Regions from separate parts of the Gasterosteus aculeatus genome. Here region 1 is linked to region 2. A link is a contact called in public Hi-C data. All regions are on one chromosome and are shown on one strand. Each heading gives the region's core, a stretch centred on a gene start, on an enhancer-like site or on the middle of the called end of the contact. The rest is flanking DNA. Distances are from core to core; before and after follow the strand shown.

Evidence for each region. Hi-C and Micro-C count contacts between places; a contact is called where the count stands out from the background.
Region 1: a contact with region 2 is called in a Hi-C map of whole body, with 2.0 times the contacts expected there. The contact joins the promoter of mef2cb here to the enhancer-like site in region 2. A contact is called at or near these places in 2 of 6 Hi-C or Micro-C datasets (skeletal muscle and whole body).

What each region holds. Positions count from the first base shown.
Region 1 is chr13:12,241,025-12,244,816 of fGasAcu3.hap1.1, reverse strand. mef2cb (myocyte enhancer factor 2cb) reads left to right here and starts at 2,370. Exons shown (of 11, transcript XM_078086783.1): 1 at 2,370-2,647.
Region 2 is chr13:12,190,431-12,194,316 of fGasAcu3.hap1.1, reverse strand. It overlaps mef2cb (myocyte enhancer factor 2cb), which reads left to right. Exons shown (of 11, transcript XM_078086783.1): 5 at 2,801-2,944. Among protein-coding and RNA genes, the nearest start is that of LOC120831200, 22 kb to the right of the region's middle. Within about 2 kb of position 1,641, at least 3 of the 9 cell types and tissues checked have open chromatin away from gene starts, as enhancers often do.

The sequences.
Region 1 (3,792 bases), core at 1,121-3,620, 50 kb before region 2:
GCCCCAGACCAGTGTGGACTTGTCAAAGACGCTCTCGTAAATCCATTACAATAATTATTTAAATGTTCTGGTGACGATTTAATGATAAAGCAACAGAAAATAAAAAGAAAATAAAACAGAGTGAAAGGAGTTTTCAGAGGAGAGGCAGCGCCACGTTTCCTGTTGAGCTCCTGTCGACTCTTCACTGACAGAACACGTTTGTGTTTCACCATCGGCGAAACCCACAGTGTCGTGAGCCAAAAGACGGATACGCACCCCCACCCAGACCCCCTCCCCCTTCCCTCCCCCCGCCCCCTCTCCTCGGGGACACACGCTAATATGTGCAAGAACGCACATATGTACACTAATGAGTGAATTCAATACTTGAACATACACAACATCTCAACACCTGACCAAACATTTGATCAGAACAGAATGTACTTTCAAAGTTTCCTCACTGTACTTTGGCCTTGCTGGTTCTTGTGGTCAACGCTTTGCCAGAGACTGCCATGCTGCTCGCTGCTCCCCCCCCTCCTTCAACCTGCCACCGTCGTAAAAAGACAGCCGGGATATAGTCCTCCGTCTCTTTACGTAGTCCCTCCGCAGGCCCCATTAAAAGGGAGACGGGGCTAAAAATGTCTTCTCGCCAGGCCTCTACTGGCGAGGCAGCGGAGGAGGTCTTTAGTCCAAATACACGAGGCAATAAATAAGAACGCAGCGTAACGTTCATATGTGGTTGTACATGCAAATTAGCGTCTGCTATTTGTTGTATCAAAGTCAATCATTTAGCTTTGTGTGTGTGTAGCACAGATCACATCGCTATATTAAATATTTGATCGAGACACTGAATCCCTCCCTCATCTAGGGTTGTCATAATTAAATTAACTCCCAACAACATCCATCTACTACTCCCCGCCCCAAAGACACTGAATTCCTGGCCATGAGATCATCACAAATGCCAGAGTGGGAAGACACTGATCCCTCAATGCATACGGACGCAGGTAGTCCCAGCGACCGAAGTTTCCAAAAATAAACCATTTAGTTGATTACCTGTGCCCAGAAACATGTAAACAATACAACCGGATCAATACAAAATATATTTCACTGTCATGAGAGTGTGAATTGAAATCATCAAGGGAACATCACTGTTTTATCTCCTCTCATTGTCTTTGCTTCTTTTGGAGGCATTCTGGGAAAACACTAATCTGTATTCTACTCATCTTTCCCTCAAATTATTAATCTCCACATTAGCAAAATGCGCTGATTTAAGGCGGATATATGAAACACTTATTTGGGTGTATGGTTCACGGTTGTGATGAATATGTTTTGGCATTGGGTAGATAACCATGACTAAAAAATACTTGATGGAAATACAGTTACCCTTGTGCCACCCACACAGAACTCTGATGTGAGACAGTCACAGAAGATATTGCGATTTAAGCTTGTTGAGATGTACATTCAACTGAATGCATCATTTAAATGGAAACACTACAGCTTACAGTCAGCTCAGGATGGCAGCAGCTTAGGGAAACTCAAGATGTTTTCTCTTCTGATGGGGATGTGAGATTTGTATCAGGTATTAATGAAAAACTGACATTCTGTGGGTATTGTGGTTGCTTCTGAAACTGTAGGCAGATTTTAGTCATGGATGTACTTAGTTAAATGAGCTTATAATTACCAAATTATAGGTGTGTATAGCGCTGCACCTGGTATTTTGACATTTGACAAGATGCTATCAATGCTGGTTAATCTCTACCGTTGGGTAATTTATTTATGATTCACATAGATTACAATAATTTGGGTTATGAGAGGGGTAATGGTATTTTTACAGCAGAGCTTATTTAATATGTTTTGCAGCTGTGATACCCTAGGTCATCAAATTTAAGAATAACAACCTTATAAATGAGCTCCTAATCTGCAATTGCCCATATTTCATCTCTTGGATTTACGGCCCATTTAATAAAGCACAGTGTGTTTTCTGTCAAATGTTTACTGAAAGGTTAAAGAAACATATTGAAAGTGTGTGCAAAGTATGCACACACTCATTTAGCTCTCTCAGCGAAGAATGCCGTCTGTACAGCCGTAAGTTGCGGAGTGTGTGAAGGGGGAGAGAGGGGGAGGGAAAGGGAGGGAGGGGGAGGGAGGTCTTTTTTTGCCACTGTGAAGATGGCGACATTCTTAGAGGGGCAATAATCCCGGGCATCCATATGCCCGGGCTGGCAAAGGTTGGAGGTGTGTGTGTGTGTGTGTGTGTGCGTGTGCGTGTGTGTGCGTGCTTGCAAGGGGAACGGGGTTGGAGGGGGATTGGGTGTCACTGGTCCCCCAGAAGGCTAAATTTACCGAGGAGTGATGGGGACAGGTGAAGTCAGCTGGGGCAGTGGGGTGGGGCAGTGGGGTGGGGGGGTAGTCAGACCCGGTTTCAGTTCAGACAGAGATCGGGGGGCAAACGCAACCCAAATCGGGGTTTCTATTCAAAGCCAGCTGGTCTGGCTTTATCACATGCAGGACATTGATTTCAGGCAAATTCATGTTAGTTTTGTTTTACTTTGGGTCAACTCTCCCTTTTCTTTGTCTTCCTTTTTTTTTTTACCTTTGAACTGTTTGATTAGTTGGTCATTAGTTGGTGCTGCGGGTGGCAACTTCCTGGGGAAGCAGAGAAACAGCACGGGTGAGTTTTCACAGCGCACCGATCCCCTTCCTTTTTTTTCCATCTCCTCTGGATCTCACCTGTCGAAATTTTTAGCAGAATAAGACTGATTTATTTCATTTCAGCTCCTTAATTTACACCGAAATGTTTTTTTGATGTGCTGATACCGGTTTCATTATAGCCTTTCTGGATATAGTGAAGGATCCTTTGTCATATTGACCAATACAAAAAAGACTGTACCAGTATGAACAAGGCAAATAAGACAATTAATAGTTGTTAACGTTGATTTTTTCCTGCTCTTGACGAAGTTAAAAGACACCAGAGAAGCTGAGGGAGGAGTCCCATCCCAGCAGTTGCTAATCACCTCTGTTAAGCACTTGGAAAATCACTTATTTAGACTGCTGAACGTGTGTGTGTGGGTGTGTGTGTTTTAAAAGTCTACACTTTAATTTACCAGGCAAGACAAATTGTTTCCGTCGCTAAAGTGTAACTTTATATTGTGTTTCGCTGCTTCTAATTCTTCACAGTCAGTTTAGGTTGCCGGTACTTTTAAGGGTAATTGCTTAGAACATCTCATTGCACAATCTGGAATCATCAGCAAAAAGAAAAGAGCATGACCTTAACGTGCTGTTTGCTTTAGCAATGACTCACTCCCTCAAGGTAGCTGCCTAAGTGGCAACTACGCCCTTCAGTAGCAATATGTGTCACACAGCTGTGTGTTTAAGACATGTCGGGCAAACTTTAGTAACAAAGGAGACAACTTTTGTCACGTTAAATGGACAGAAGGAGGGTTTTTTGTTTCCAGCTCTACTCTGCACTGCAGGGCACAAAACACAAGCAAATGGAATTTTATACTGCAACAAAGGCTCTGTTGGATTGACTCTGTTGGACATTTTCCTTTGACATTTGATAGGTTGACTGTAGCTCTTGGATGGAAGCAACCAGCTGAAATAGAGTAAATTAACAGATAAAAAATATTTAAAGATGTAAATTGAAAAAACAATGAGACCATTATCTGATACCTGTCCTCCTGCCATCTAGCCAAATAGACAGGACCTCAGCAACTTTGACCCAGTTTGAGAGGAACAACTCACTCCTCACGTATTAGGTGTTCTGCCCCTGAATTCCACGCCTTTGATGGTGAGCGCAGCGGAGGAAACCAGTTG
Region 2 (3,886 bases), core at 392-2,891:
TGTAAGAAATAAAACATTTTTTTTCTTGTTATGAAACAAGAAATTCCACTTACTTTGAAATTGAATAATTAAAAAAATGAGAATTGGGGGAATATTTAGTGAAAAGAATTCTCATCCTATTAGCATATTTCCCAAAAAACTATATTTTCATGCTAGCTCTACATACCCCTCTTCAATATAAGGGCAGCTCAAATGATCATTATTCTCTCTGTCAATGTGACATTCACGTCTCTGATCTTATGTGGTGTTGATGTCACTGAATAAGAGCAGCGGTCCATGAGTTCGTGGCGCAGAGCCATATAACACATAACAAATTCAGTGCACAGATTAAGCAATGAGCTATTAGAGACGGATACATAGGAAGACGATATGGAGGGCTGCGAGGTGGAGAGCGCTAGAGTGAGAGGCCCTTCTATGGCTCTGGGAGCACTGCAACGGATCTGATTGGTTGGTAGGTCGTGTGTCAGCTTTTGGCAACAGGTGTGATGTCTTTAAACAGGTGGGCATAACTGGGACGAGTGGCATACCGTCCTTGTGCCGCTCCTTCAATGTGCTGAGCCCCGATGGAAAGCTTAGCCTCGGCCACATGCTCCAAAGTCATATAACACCCGTGGCCTGCAGCCAATCAACAGCCAAGGCAACCACTTCCCAACCCTACATCAGACCACTAGTTCTGTTGCCCCATATGGGTGTCACCTTTACCCCGGCCCTCGTCCTCCTCTCCCAGCAGTGCCCCCCTGCTATTCTTCCAAGAATGGAAATGAATCTCTCATGCATTCAGCTGGCGGCGGTAGGTGGTAGAAATCTGTGCAAGGGAAGAAAAGTTTTCTTCCTTCTTGCATTCTCATGTGAACAGAAGAAGGCCACCGGTTCAGCTCTTGTCAGTTCGATATGATGCATCGCCGGGGCCAGAGCGAAACTACACCAAAGAAACAGCAAAAGTTTTACATCTCTCGCCTTTGCCAAAAAAGACAGCATGCTAAACCTTTTCGACCCCTTTGTTCTTTTGACTCATCCACCTCTGATGGAGCAAAGAGTGCCTGATTCACTGTGGGCCTGTTAGAAGTCAGATCTCCTGCACCGCCTTGGCTGATTTGTTTGGTGTGATTTCCTGAAGCCTGTCAAAAGATGTGAGGGACGCTTTCAAATTCAGAATTCCAGATATCCACTCTGGGGGCCAAGTGAGGAGAGGAGAGAGAAGAGGAGAGCCAGCAAACGTTGACACGCTTACAGTAGCTGCCTTGCCACGAGACGCCTCAGGATTCAAACGGTTATCTCACACACAAAAGGAGCCCTCTAAGTTCACTAAAACCACACTCGAAACAGGCCTTTGTTGTGCTGACGAGAGAGATGACTGGAGTGTTATTTGTTTTCTAAGCAGGCAGATCGCTCCCTGTCACTTTGGCTGCTGGTTGTGATGGAGGAGCTCGCACACATATCTCTTCTGTGAGGGAAGAAAAACAAATGAGAGGAAGAAGTTCGCTGAGATTAACTTATCTTAGCATCTATCTTCCTCCTTGCTCCTGCTCAGTCTCTCTTGTCTTTTTTTTTTTTCTTGACGCCAGCACCCACTCTCACACACCCACACATACACAGACTCATTCCTCTCTTTCCCCATCCCACACAAAGACACACGCACACCGGCAGACACATACGCACACTACAACATACACAGAGAGAGAGAGAGAGACCCGCGCTCTTGATCAGCATCAAATACAGGGTGTGCTAAAGTAAATTTAATTACGTCTGTCTGATATGGAGCTTCAGATGAAAGTAGGAGAGCGCAGTGTGAAGCGACGACTGCACAGACAGGAGCAGGCCCGTGATATTCCGCCTGTAGACTAATCTCCTTTATTAAAGCCAGGAGGAGAGATGGGGGGGGTGAAAGCAGGCTGGAGAAGAGGAGGGTTGGGGGGACGGAGGAGGGGGGCTTTGATGAGATCTCTAACTGTCAGGTACTGTACTTTTTTGTCTCGTCGGCGCTGTCTTTGTCTCTTTTAAAGACGAATGAACACAGCACCTACCGGTACATGCCTACTTGCTCAAACAAACACACCCTCGTGCTATCACACACGGTAATGTCCTCTGAAACGTATCCCCGTTGTTATGGTTGTCAACAATATCTAAAAAAGGACCGAGGCAGCTCTCTCCCACGTGAGCTCTCTTTGTCTGTGTCTCTCGGAGGGAGAGCGCCGCTGTTCTGCCTGTCTGCTGTTTTCTGGCCGCTTTAATGGGGGCAGGTGGCCATCAGGTGGCCAAAACAGAAACTGCCACTTTGTAGAGCACATATACCGCAGTCATGAACTCAAGTACCTCAACTGCGTTTTAGTTTTATTTCATGAAATACTGATGATTATGGTTATAAAATGTATTTTAAATTTACGGCTTTGCCTTTTCCTGTGTAATTATGTTGTTTCAAGGTCCCGTATTTTGTCATTTGGTGAAGAGCTTGATCAGTTTTTCTGTGACGTTAGTGGAAGTGATTAGGTCCGTTGTGCCACTTCAGTGTTTTGCTGCATTTTTTCTTCTTCAGAAAGCAGCCAGTGTATCCTGGTATCACCCATTTTGATTTAGGTTCAAATGAAGACTGCAAATATTAATAATTCTTCGCAAACGGACAGAATTTTTCATTGTGAAAAAATAAACTCATATGAATAAATCAATTCAGTAGTAAAAGTTTTTATGGATTCTAAAGGGTCTCCATAGTCTATCAGTATTGGTCCCTCCCAAGCTGTTCACTTGGCTCATGTTCCCCGTCCCAAAACCCTTCAACTATATTGTGCAACTGCTGTGTTTGCAGACATTGAGAAAGAAGGGCCTAAACGGCTGTGACAGCCCGGACCCCGACGCAGACGACTCGGTCGGTCACAGCCCCGAGTCCGAGGACAAGTACAGGAAAATAAACGAGGACATTGATCTGATGATCAGCAGACAGAGACTGTGTGTAAGTACCTCTTGTTAATCCCCGAACCTTCATCTCACTTTTATTTCCTCTCTTTCCCCCTTTCTCCCCCCTACGCTTTCTGTCGCTTCGTCCTCGTCTCCTCGTTTTTGGCATCTTCCTGCCACCCATCTATCTGTCCCTTCATGTGTGTCTCCCTTCGTCCGTCTTGGTGGTTGTGGGACCTGGCAGGCATTAAGCAAGAAGGAGAACAAAGGCAGCGAAAGCCCGGAGCTCGAGACTGCTCTCCTCCTCACGCCGAGCACTGAGGAGAAATACAAACAGATTAACGAGGAGTTTGATCACATGATTAAAACTCATAGGATACCTGTAAGTACTGGGTTGACGCTCCGCCGCATCCTCGGCAGGCTAACAAAATGCTGACTTGCCAGTAACTCTTGAGCTAACCCAGCTAACCACCATTGTTTGCCTCTAGAATAAATACAGAAAGTGAGACGGCAGTGAATTGATATTGTATACTTACAGTAAAAAGGATTACAGTTGTTTGATTTTGCTTGATTACAGTTGAGGAACGGTCCTCTAATTTGACACAACGGTGACCATAACTAGCAAGCATTACTTCTGTATGATTGCAGACTTTCTCCCGTGACAAATTTCAACCTTACTGGGTTCCCTCCTCAAACCCGTTACCCACAATGTCTTGCCTGGTTCCCAGGGGAGGTGTGGTCCGGGTGCGCCTTTCCTGCACCAAAACACAGTACTCAGACACCCGTAACAACAAAGGACAGGCATTGTGGCAATGAAACAGCAGCAGACATTCACAAACTCTGAAGCATACATCTCTACCTCACAAAACTCAATAATCTCCACTCCATTGGGATAATAGAAGACGAGGTCTTCAGTAGCCTAATAACATGTCTGTTAATAGACATTATATTGTGTTCATTTTACAAAGAATCTAACCTTTAGGCAGTGGCCAGAAAC